Linked DNA regions of Mus musculus: all the other regions are linked to region 3. A link is a contact called in public HiChIP or PLAC-seq data. All regions are on one chromosome and are shown on one strand. Each heading gives the region's core, a stretch centred on a gene start, on an enhancer-like site or on the middle of the called end of the contact. The rest is flanking DNA. Distances are from core to core; before and after follow the strand shown.

Evidence for each region. HiChIP or PLAC-seq counts read pairs in DNA pulled down with a chosen protein or histone mark.
Region 1: a contact with region 3 is called in an H3K4me3 HiChIP or PLAC-seq map of craniofacial prominence, with 6 times the contacts expected there. The contact joins the enhancer-like site here to the promoter of Cggbp1 in region 3. A contact is called at or near these places in 15 of 39 promoter capture datasets (the 3T3-L1 cell line, 3T3-L1-derived adipocytes, the C10 cell line and 9 more), 1 of 484 Hi-C or Micro-C datasets (B cells), 12 of 115 datasets of contacts at active chromatin or transcription factors (the 230-238 cell line, the NIH/3T3 cell line, astrocytes and 8 more) and 1 of 9 other capture datasets (adipose tissue).
Region 2: a CTCF HiChIP or PLAC-seq map of the NIH/3T3 cell line shows a contact between it and region 3, with 5 read pairs. The contact joins the promoter of Vgll3 here to the promoter of Cggbp1 in region 3. A contact is called at or near these places in 5 of 39 promoter capture datasets (the 3T3-L1 cell line, 3T3-L1-derived adipocytes, hippocampal neurons and 1 more), 1 of 15 datasets of contacts at CTCF or cohesin (the NIH/3T3 cell line), 1 of 484 Hi-C or Micro-C datasets (embryonic stem cells) and 1 of 9 other capture datasets (adipose tissue).
Region 4: an H3K4me3 HiChIP or PLAC-seq map of bone marrow-derived macrophages shows a contact between it and region 3, with 4 times the contacts expected there. The contact joins the enhancer-like site here to the promoter of Cggbp1 in region 3. A contact is called at or near these places in 6 of 39 promoter capture datasets (the C10 cell line, hippocampal neurons, neural stem cells and 2 more) and 4 of 115 datasets of contacts at active chromatin or transcription factors (bone marrow-derived macrophages, embryonic forebrain and epiblast stem cells).

What each region holds. Positions count from the first base shown.
Region 1 is chr16:65,469,531-65,472,230 of GRCm38.p6, forward strand. No RefSeq gene overlaps it. Among named protein-coding and RNA genes, the nearest start is that of Pou1f1, 50 kb to the right of the region's middle. Within about 2 kb of position 1,296, at least 13 of the 459 cell types and tissues checked have an H3K27ac peak or open chromatin away from gene starts, as enhancers often do. A contact at or near this core is called in bone marrow-derived macrophages, craniofacial prominence, hematopoietic stem and progenitor cells and 1 more, where this site is marked.
Region 2 is chr16:65,813,750-65,816,449 of GRCm38.p6, forward strand. It overlaps Vgll3 (vestigial like family member 3), which reads left to right and starts at 1,440. Exons shown (of 4, transcript NM_001368760.1): 1 at 1,440-2,009. The coding sequence starts at 1,884.
Region 3 is chr16:64,850,640-64,853,339 of GRCm38.p6, forward strand. It overlaps Cggbp1 (CGG triplet repeat binding protein 1), which reads left to right and starts at 1,362. Exons shown (of 3, transcript NM_178647.3): 1 at 1,362-1,597; 2 at 2,160-2,386. Zfp654 (zinc finger protein 654) reads right to left here and starts at 1,084. Exons shown (of 9, transcript NM_001347245.1): 1 at 828-1,084. The coding sequence starts at 1,013.
Region 4 is chr16:65,415,067-65,417,766 of GRCm38.p6, forward strand. No RefSeq gene overlaps it. Among named protein-coding and RNA genes, the nearest start is that of Pou1f1, 100 kb to the right of the region's middle. Within about 2 kb of position 1,300, at least 1 of the 459 cell types and tissues checked has an H3K27ac peak or open chromatin away from gene starts, as enhancers often do. A contact at or near this core is called in bone marrow-derived macrophages, where this site is marked.

The DNA.
Region 1 (2,700 bases), core at 46-2,545, 620 kb after region 3:
TCTATAAGCTAACAGTATTTGAACTCAATATCTTACCTTTCCTAGTAAAGAAATCTCTGTCCCAGCCACCAGTGGCAATTTATTCCACATATTATTCATAGCCAATCTCCTCTGCTTTTGAAATGCTGTATTTCTTTACTGTTATGTTTTTAGCCATGCAGCAGTTTACACATATATTGTAGCAGAATTTGCGTTCAAAGCTTTATGCCTCAGTTCATAATTTCTGGCCAGTTATAATCTGAATTTGTCTGCTTCCTTTCTCAGTCAATCACTCTAAAATGCTCCAAGTCACTATGCCCACTTCCTTACTTTCTTTTTCAAATTAACTTCCATCACCATCAATCTCCCCAAACCAGCTGTCAAACTTCAAGTGATGAAACACAAGGAGAACTTTTGCGCTCCCATTAAGATTGCCTGCAAAGGAGCTTTTGACAAATAACACTTCTCTTTTCTGCAAAAGAATTGCCCTCCTGTAGGCTCTAGGGTTCCACGCCTGCCTGGCTTTCTTGCTTACCTATTTGTGTACCTCTACCGTCAGGTTTTCTGTCTCATTTTCTGGTTCTGTCTTCTCAATTTAACTTCAAAATTCAGAATTCCCCAAGATAACACAAAACAATCCTTCCACTTACCCAACCTCCATTTTATCATCAGAGGACTGTTTTTTTTTTTTTTTTCCTCTTGTGGCTGCAAATATCATTACTATGGTGATGGTTTCTACAATTTTAATTTAGATAAGACCACTTTTGTAAGATGCATGTTCAATTCCTAGTTGAAATCTCTACTCAGAAATATTTAATCCATATCTATTTTGATCTGTCTTCCAGCTTTACCCTGTCTTCACTCATGAGATAAAATTCAACATATTTCCCTTCTCAGAATTATAGAAAACACATTTGAAACTTTTCTAATTCCAATTCATCACAAAATTATTAATATTTTTTGGCATTCACCATCTACCACACCATGCTCACAAACAATATTATTTTTTTCATTACTCACCATTAGCTAAAACAAAGAAGGAAATTGGCAGTAGAGAAAGTTTAACCAGTTTTAAAGGGCACATAGTTCAGAAAGAACATACCCGAGACTTTAGGTCAGACTCTTAACTTTCAGAATTCATTATTTATTACTATCATACTGTGTCTCAGCGTATAATAAAATCTTAAGTAACATGGTCATAGGACTTCTTGTGAGCCAGGTTTAATTTCAAGTGTTTAAACAATATTAAATCATATGGGGAATACATTGTCATTACTTCTGCTTTTATATATCAGAAAATGACATGGAGAGGTTAAGTAATCATCGCAGGGCCAGTAAAACACAGAAATAGAATTCGCAGGCTCCAGAGTCTGTGTTCTTAATCACAAACATATGTTTCCTTCCCTCCTCTTGTGGCTTCTATATCCAACATTTGTGTCGATGTTTTTAAGGCTCAGGTATGAGAGATTTTTAGGAAGGAAGCTAGAATACACAACTTGCTATGAAGCTAGAAAACATAATGCAATTTATTAAAGTTGGATGGGTTCAGGCAGTTGAGAAAAATATTTTTAAGATAATTATTAAATTGTCTGAGCCAAGCCAAGAGAAATGGAGTCTTCAAGGTAGCAAAACCACCATGAATTCAGCTGCATATGTAGCAGAGGATACCATTGTCTAGCATCGATAGGAGGGGAAACCCTTGGTCACGTGAAGGCTCAATTCCCCAGTGTAGGGGAATGCCAGGGTGGTGAGGTGGGATTGGGTGGGAGAGGGAGCATCCTCATAGAAGTAGGGGGAGGGGGTAAGAGACAGGAGTTGCAGAGGTAGAACAGGGAAAGGGGATCACATTTGAAATGTAAATACATAAAATATTCAATAAAATGTTTTTAAAAAGGAAAATAAGCAACACAAAACATATTACAGCATATGCACTGAGTGTGCCACTATTATGAGCATATGGCACAGACATAACCAGGCAGAAATATGAATAATCTGTTCCTCTTTTCATGGGATATAGAGAAGGCAAAGAGGGTTATCAACATGATAAACTATCTGCAGGTTGTCTAAGGCTAAGATGCATATTCACTGACAACTCAAGTAAACTGTCCAGTAAATCCTGAGAATTCCACCCAGGTTCCTCACTGGGGCTTAAGGTCAAATGAACAAATTAGGCAACAGATTTGAGAGAGCATAAAACATGTGAGACTTCAATCCCATGTATCAACAACAAGAGAATTTATCACCAGGGACCATCCAGCAGGTGGCATGTTGAAATCTTTTTCATGTCTCTCAGATTCATATAATTTGGAAGAGAAAAAAAATAGGATTTACTTTTGAAATGGTTCTATCTTGAGTCCATGTTTTGCTGAGATTTCATATCAGGATCCAGATTAAACACTACAAAGCATATTTATAAAATTATAAAAATGAAATATCTAATATAAAATGCTGAAATGGGATCAATGCATTTACAAATGATTTAAATGTGTCAACAGAAGGATGGACAGCAGAGTAAGAACTAGAAGTTATATTAGATTTCATGTTTTTTTAAAGAAAATCAAAATTAACCCATAAAAAAATAAGCAATATACATGTTAAGAGGCCACTCTTTAAGATCAGTACATTTATAAAGCAAAGAATTCACAGGTTTTCAAAGTTTAAGAATTTTTTACTGATACCTATGGTGAAAGGCAAAATTTTATTGTTTGTAGTGACATACCT
Region 2 (2,700 bases), core at 190-2,689, 960 kb after region 3:
AGGAGAGGGAAGGTTGCGAACTTCCCAGCTATTCCCAGTTCAGCTGGGAGGTGGAGTTTTATTATCTGTGACAGACACCATTAGACAAAGTTCAGATTGGAATGTGGGTGGTGGCTGTTGTTATGACTGTACCTCGCAGAACTGCCTGGAGAGAAGCTGTAACCATGAGCATAGATCACTGGAAAAGGGTCTAACCAGGCTATATCAACTTGGGACAAAGGAGTTATAATCACATAAAGTAAGTTCTACCAGAAAGAGTACAGTTTAAAATCTGAACTACATAAACTCTCTCTCTCTCTCTCTCTTTCTTTTTTTTTTTTTTTTTTTTTTGGTGGGCCTACATAAACTCTTAATAGTCATATTTTAAGACTTGATTGATAAAAATAATGAATGAGTGAAGAAATTCCATTATGGCATAACAAAATACCAAACACAATCTTGGTGTGAGTGTTAGGGGAGATATTGACATGCCCACACACATGAACTGTTCCCCAAAACAGAGGTGGTCCTGGTGGGAGGGCATAATGGCTTCAAAGTATGATCTTTGGTTTGTGTGTGTGTGTGTGTGATTTACTCTATGCAACATTAATGCATTCGACAAAGAAAGAGACATTTCTTTTGAAAAAGACTAGGCCTTTTGGTCCTTACTGAAAATTTTCTGTTTGTCAGACAGGTAAAGGTTGATTGAGTTAGATTTGATGATTTCACTGGAGTATAACTATATTTTTAAAAACAATTTTTTATTTCAATTTGTAGAAGGTTTTAAGCTACATGCATATAAACAAGACATTAAAATGGTAGCCAATTATTTGCTCTTGCTGTATTCAAGCCAGCTTATAAAGGCCAGGAAAGATATATATACATCGCCAGGATGCCAATCCACCAAGATGTGCCTTTTAAGTGAAGATGTTGCAAGGAAACAACTATTGTTAGCCTGTGGGCACTTCAAGGCACTGTTAACTTTCACTTTGGTCTATTTTTAATGGAGGAACTAAGCCCATATTTTTCCCCCGGCCTGTTTTATAACTCTCTTTATTTACACTTGGCTTTCCTCTAATCGGGTTCTAGCACCATCGGAGTTGATGCTCTCTGAAAAAACTCCCAGAACTTGGGCAACTCTGTCCAGGCCGCCAGGTGACTGAGACTGGGTGGGGAACCTTGGAGTTTTGAGGGCGCGGAGCCTCTCGCATACCAATCTCCTCCCACCAGCATCACTGGGCCCGGAGGCGGAGAGGGCTGCAAACTTCGCTCCAATCCGCAGCCGCCCTCCCCAGGGTCCCCCTGCTGGGCGACCCGCCCGCTGTGGACCTGAGTTGATGGAACTTTTCTGATAAACTGCTCCTGAGAGCTGGGGAGGCAAGCACCCCGCCTCCCCACATTCCGGCTACCCTGCCCCCGCCTCCCGGTCCTCGCCCAGCCGCCCGCGCTAGTGATAGGACGAGTCCCGGGCGTGCATTGTGTGTATGCAAAAGCACTGCTGCTCTCCTGGAGCGGCCCTAGCCCGGACTGGGTAGCAGCTGCTGCTGGTACTGCGGAGTACGCTCCTGTCTCGGATGCGGTTGCCTGAGCCTGAGCCCAGCGCTGTCATGCTCCTGCCGCGGGGCGGGCTGCAGCGTCGTCCCGTCGCTATATAAGCGCGAGCAGAGGGGGCACCCGGAGGGGCTGAAAATGAAGGTGCCCGCGCATGGGCCGCCGCTGATTGCCAACCCCTCCCGAGCTCGCTCCCGGCGCGGAGCCCGAGGCCGCCGAGGACCCGCCTTAGCCGCAGTAGCAGCTGGTTCAGCGACGCGGACAGCAGCTGCGGCGGCGGTGGCGGTGGCGCCCCTTGCGCCAGCGCTTAGAGCGGCGGCGGCGACTCCGGGGCCGCCGCTGGCCCCGCTGCCATGAGTTGTGCGGAGGTGATGTATCACCCCCAGCCGTATGGAGCGCCCCAGTATCTGCCCAACCCTGTGGCAGCTGCAACCTGCCCTACAGCCTGCTATCATCCGGCTCCCCAACCTGGCCAGCAGGTGAGTCACCAGCCCGGCAGCCTTCCGGGGGCGGGGACGAGGGGCACCGGGTATCGGTGTCAGGCTCATGCCGTGCCCCGCCGGGTCCCGAGGCGTGAAAGATGCTTTAGGACTTGCTGGGAACCATAGGAAGAAAAAGACACTCCCGGAAGGGCAGAACTGAGCATGGCAGGGCTGGGATCCTTGGAAAGGTTTTACCTGGCCGGGGGCTTATTTGAGCTGTGTCACCTGAACTCAGAGACTCTTGCTCCCAGCTTCGCTGGTCCTTAGGACTCAGTTCCCTGAAGCTCACGAAAGGCATCTGTCTTAGGACTGTGTGAGTAAACTTTTAACTCAAATACTTTGTTTCCTTGGGCAAGTAAAGTATTTCAGCGTTTTCTGGAGTAAGTGGCAGAAGTATGTAACTGAGGTAGCAGAGGGTACCTGAGAAGGGAGCTCACAGAGCTGGGACTGGGACAGTACTGGGACTTTGAGGGTGGAACACTGGTCGGATGTAAGACACATTCAGTGTTCCTAGAATTTATCCATTGCCTTTCTCCCTGCGGCTGTGATTTAGACAGGGATTCTCAAAAGGCTCTTCATTGACTTTCTATTCCTAACAAAGCACAGAGCCTTCTGGTGTTCTTCAGTGGACTTGTGTTTCTTAGCCCAAGGTAGCCAGGAGTATCTGCATGCCTGGGCCCCACCCAGC
Region 3 (2,700 bases), core at 112-2,611:
TTTCCGATACTGAATTTAACAGACCAACCAAAAACGAGTAATTTAAAGGCTGGGGGAGGGGTGGTGTAACGAGGGCAATAGTTTCAGGAAAAACGACTTTCTCTGTAGTCAGACAATTAGGAAACAGTGTGCTTGTCAGAGAAGGGGGTCAAAAAAAGGGAAAGATGACAATCACTCCTATAAGGTTCCACACGGAAAACACCCCCCCTCCCAACACACACACACCTGGTGGGGGAGGGGAGTAGCTAACGGTGGGACAGTGCCAAGGCCAACGGAAGAACTGGTCCAGAGGGACCTAGTGAGGGAATGACAGGCGACCCTAGCAGAGGGGGAGGGGTGGCGATGACAGGAGGGCAGGCAGTGGGGTGATAGCATGCTTGGCGTCTCTGAAAAAGAGAATGCGGGGGAACCTGGGTAACAGAGAAAGACGGGAGAGCCCAGCAGAAGTGAGAGGGACCGGGTAGTGAACCTGAGAAAGGCGGGACCCTGGGGTACGAAGAGGGTCTGCAGGGAGGCACAGGCATGTCAGGACGGGGTGCTTTCCAGTTGACCGTCCAGCTCCCAGCCCACCACCACCACCGCCGCCGCGACAAACTCACTTTCTCCTCACCTCCAAGTCCGCAAGTCACCCCCAACCCCACTCCCCGTCGTCCCCATCGCCGAGCTCGGAGCGGTGCAGAGAGGGGACCGGGGCTTCCCAGACTCCCTCTCCGTCCCGCCGGAGGACCGGTCCCGGACACGACGCAGAGACCTGGGCCAGCAGGCCAGGAGCCACGCAGAGGCCCGGGAGCCCAGTGACAAGTCGGAGCGGCCGACGGGCGCCTCACCTGACAGAAGCGTCGGCAGTAATCCCGGCTGCTGATCCCGACGCCGCCGCCACAGCCGCCGCCGCCGGCCCCCCCTCTGCCGTCGCCCGCAGCTAGGAGCCCCACTGGGCCCGGGGGGGACTCCACAATGGCCACGAGCTCTTCTCCGAGGCGCTCGGCCTCTTGGTCGCTCTCTTCCTCCGCCATGAGGCTCTCGCCGCCCAGCGCGTACCCAGCCCCTGCGCCGCCGCCGCCGCCGCCGCTGCCGCCGCCGCTGCCTCAGCTAACCTCCTCCTCCTCCTCTAGTTCCCTCCCCCTTTCCCTCCGCCCCAGCCGGACAGGGCTACTCGCCTGGGCTCTACTTCCGGCTCCGCCCACCCACGCCCCCAGTTTTCACTGGAGGAAGGACACCGCCAATCATAGGCATGCCCGCCCTACCTTCCTATTGGTTACACTAGCCGTCTGTTTGCCAGGCCTGCCATCTGTTGGTCCACACTACTCGGCGGTTGCTGAGGACCGCCTACGAGCCCTGCCATAGGGCGCGCCGGAGGACGGGGCGCGGCAGGGGACACGGCGGCCGCGGCGGAGCTCGCTCGGGCGGCGGCGACGGCGGTGGCAGCGGCAGGAGCAGCGGCTGAAGCAGCGGCGGAAGCAGCGGCGGCCGCAACGGGATCTCCTTCATCCCGTTGCTCTGCCCTTTCTTCCTCCTCTCTTCCTTCCTGGCGAGGGCTCGTGCACTTCCCCTAACGGCGGCCCGCTCCTACGGTCCCGAAGAGCTGGGAAGGCGGAAGGTGGGCTTGGCCGTTGGTGCGGGCGGCGAGCCCAGGCCTTCGGGCCGGGCGAGGGAACCGGGGGCGGGGCCGGAGGTGGAGGAGGAAGGAGCCGGGCCAGCCTGACAGCGACGGCCTCGGCCGGCGCCCGCCGCCCCCTCCCCGGGGACAGCCACGGAGTCGGCGGCGGTGCGGCGGACTTCTCCGGGGCCCTCCGAGGGCGGCTGGGACGCGGCCTCGGCCCCGGCCCCGGCCCGCAGGCGGGGTCGCGGCGCCGGGGCGCCACCTCGGCCGGCGCGGCGGGAGGAGGCTGTCTAGACGTCCGGCGGCCCGCGCCCGCCTTCCCCGCCCCCACCGGAGCCTCGGGCCTGCGGAGCGCGCGGGCCGCCGGGCCACCCGCCCCGGGGCGTGCGAGCCGAGCTGGCGTGGGGCTGGCTGGAGCTTCGGGATCGCGCACGGAAGGCGGAGAGAGACAGACACCTGTGTGCAGAGCGTGGCCCGAGCCGCTCTGCCGCGGGCCTGCGCCCTGCCTTTCCCGCCCCTCCACCATCTTCCCTTTCTGTTTGTTTTTTGTGTTTTACAGTAAAGACATGACTTCCCGGCGCCACCGGGAAAATAGGGTGCAAGCCCAGGAACTGTTTCCCCACCACCACCTGTTGAAAAACTGAGTCGAAGGCGTCTCCGGGGTCTGAACGAACGCGAAGTCGCTCGGATTGGATGCGTCTGTGGTTTTGCATCCAGAAAACTGTCACTACTTAATATCAAGGAAAAACAAACAAACAAACAAAAACCCGACTGGAAATTAAGCTGGTGAGTATTTCGACTTGAAAACTCAGTTTACTTTTGCTGTAGTAAATGGCTGTTTCGCTTTTGTTCCCTGGGTGCTCTATCTTAACTTCCTCATTTGTTTAAAATATTTCTGACTTCTGGAAACACTTTTACACGTAACCAACCTCCTCGCCTCTATGAGGTGGTTATTTTCATTGGCAGTATCAAGAATAGACCTTTCAAGAGAAAAGATCAGGAAAGTTCAGGCTTCACGTGGCACAAGAATTGCAGATCCCATTTCTGTAAGTTTGCAGTCAAAGAAAAATTCTAACTGCACCCCTAGTTTTTCATAACAG
Region 4 (2,700 bases), core at 50-2,549, 560 kb after region 3:
TGCTAGCACATAGGGATAAAGCTTTTTGTAGGCACTTGTTAGACTTCTCCATGTTCAATGAGATGTGTAGTAGTTGCTTCAGCAATAGCATCTTGTCATCACTTTCTGGAGAACAACATACAGTCTTGGTAAAAGCTAGGAATGTTTGGAGGTTCCCATGGGACTCCTTTGGCCAAAATCTTCAGTGGATATGAGGCAATACTAGTACTGGAAATCTCATTTGGTGACATGAAATGGGCAGTTAGGGTTCTGTCTCCCAATTATTTGGAGATTTCATTTAGATTCCTGTCATGCATGTATCTGTTTTAGAAAGCTCCTACTATATTATGTGTCTGTACTTTGCCTCAAATGGCCCTTAATTTTAGCTGTCTCTCCCAGTCTTTCCTCATTGGTCCCTGAACTGGCTGGTTTTCTGTGTCAACTTGTCACAAGCTGGAGTTACCACAGAGACAGGAAATACCTCCATGAGATCCAGCTGTAAGGTATTTTCTCAATTAGCAATCAAGGGTGGGAGAGCCCAGCTCATTGTGGGTGGTGCCATCCCTGGGCTGGTCATCCTAGGTTCTATATGAAAGCAAGCTGAGCAAGCATGGGGAAGCAATCCAGTAAGCAGCACCCCTTCATGGCCTCTGCATCTGCTCCTGCCTCTAAGTTCCTGCCCTGTGTGAGTTTCTGTTGTGAGTTCCTTTGGTGATGAACAGCAACTTGGAAATGTAAGCCAAATAAATGTCTTCCTTACCAACTTCCTTCTTGGTCATGATGTTTGTGCAGGAATACAAACCCTTACTAAGACAGTCACCATTTCCCCACCCCACCCCTGTCTCCACTTGATCCTCCTATTCTAGTATTCTCTCATCCATCCATAGCTATTTATGTTATTTTTTTCCTTAGGGAGATCTATCTGTGCCCCTCTAAACTTTCTTTTATATCAATCCTCTATGGTTTTATGGATTCCAACTTGACTTAACAGCAAGCATTCACATATAAGTGAACAAACCATATTTTCCTTTCTGGGTCTAGGTTACCTCACTCTGGATGTTGTTCTTCTAGATCTATTCATTTACCTGGGAATTTCATGATTTGTTTTTTATTGCCTTAATAATATTCCATTATGTAAATGTACCATATATTCTTTATCTGTTCTTCTGTTGAAGGAAAGCTAAGTTGTTTACAGTTTTGGGCTATTAAGAATAGAGCAGGAATAAGCAGGGTTGAGCAAGTGTCTCTATAGCAGGATGATGTGTTCTTTGGGCACATGTCCAATAGTGGTATAGCTAGATTTTGAAGTAGATCATTACTCTCATTCTTGAGGAACTGCCACACTGATTTCGATGGTTTCCAAACAAGTAAGCCAGGCACGGATGAATGTTGCTTCCCATCCTTGCCACGATGAGTTGTCCCATTTTTTTTCCATTGTAGCCATTCTGCTGCTTATTAGATGAAATCTAAAAGTAGTTTTGTTTTTCATTTCCCTGATGACTAAGGATGTTGAACATTTCTTTACGTGTTTCTCAGCCATTTGAGTTTCCTCTTTTGAGATTACTCTGTTTAAATATGTACCCCAGTTTTAAATTGCATTGTTTTCTTGTTATCTAATTTTTGAGTTCTTAAAAAAATATTCACTATTAGCCCTCTCTTGGGCGTGTAGTTGGTAAAAATGTTTCCCTCTTCTATAGGCTGATGCTTTGCTCAAAGGATGGTCCCTTTCATTTCATGCAGTCCCATAAATTTTCACTCCTTTGTAGAAAAAAATATTTAATTTTTCCTTAATTTCTATTTTTCTTTTAACACAGAGTTGCTCATTTTCCATCAATTTGTAAGCATTCTGGTGTTTATGTTGGTTGTTTTTTATATCCAATAGTATTAATTGATTATAATCAGATAGTGTGTGTAATGTTATTTCAATATTCTTCTCTCTATTGAGTCTTGTTTCTGAGTATGTGGTCCACTTGATGCAAAGTTCCATAAGCTTCTGAGAAGAATACATACACATTTGCGTTTGGATAAAATTTTCTGTAGAAATCAGTTACTTCTATTTGGCTTATAATGTCAGTTAGTTCTAGCATTTTTTATTTTTGGCTTTGTCTGAATGATCTGTCCTTTGGTTAAAGTGTAGTATTGAGGTCTCCTGCTATCCATATGTGAAAGTCAATATGCTGTAGTAATCAATTAATCACAGTCATATATTTTAACATACTTTAAACAGCTCAATGGTTGGGCCACTTCCAAACATCCATGCGGCCAGCACATTCTCCACTCCAATGCTCCTGAGCTATTACTGACTAAAACCTATATTCCATCTTTGCTGCCCTGGTCCCAGACCTGCAGCCCTCCTGGACCACAGTCCCTGCCTCTTACATGCTGGCTATCTCTCTGTTCTGTAGTTCTCAGGTCTGGCAGCTATTCCTCTCCCTGTATGATGATTATCTCCTATCCTCTTCCATCACTCCCTTGCCCAGGAATCCTAAAAGTCCTGCCTCTGCCTCCCAGCCTAGCCATTAGCTTCCAGGAGCTTTATTTACCAATCTACTAGGAGCAGGGTCCCTCAACATCTTACATGTAGATGTGCTGATTTCCTTGTAATTTGGGGGACCAAATTAACATAATATAAGTAGCATTAGACCAAATCGACAACATTAATGATTGAAGTGTGGTAGTGTTTCTTTTTATAACTCTAGTGCCCTTATGGTTGGTGTATAG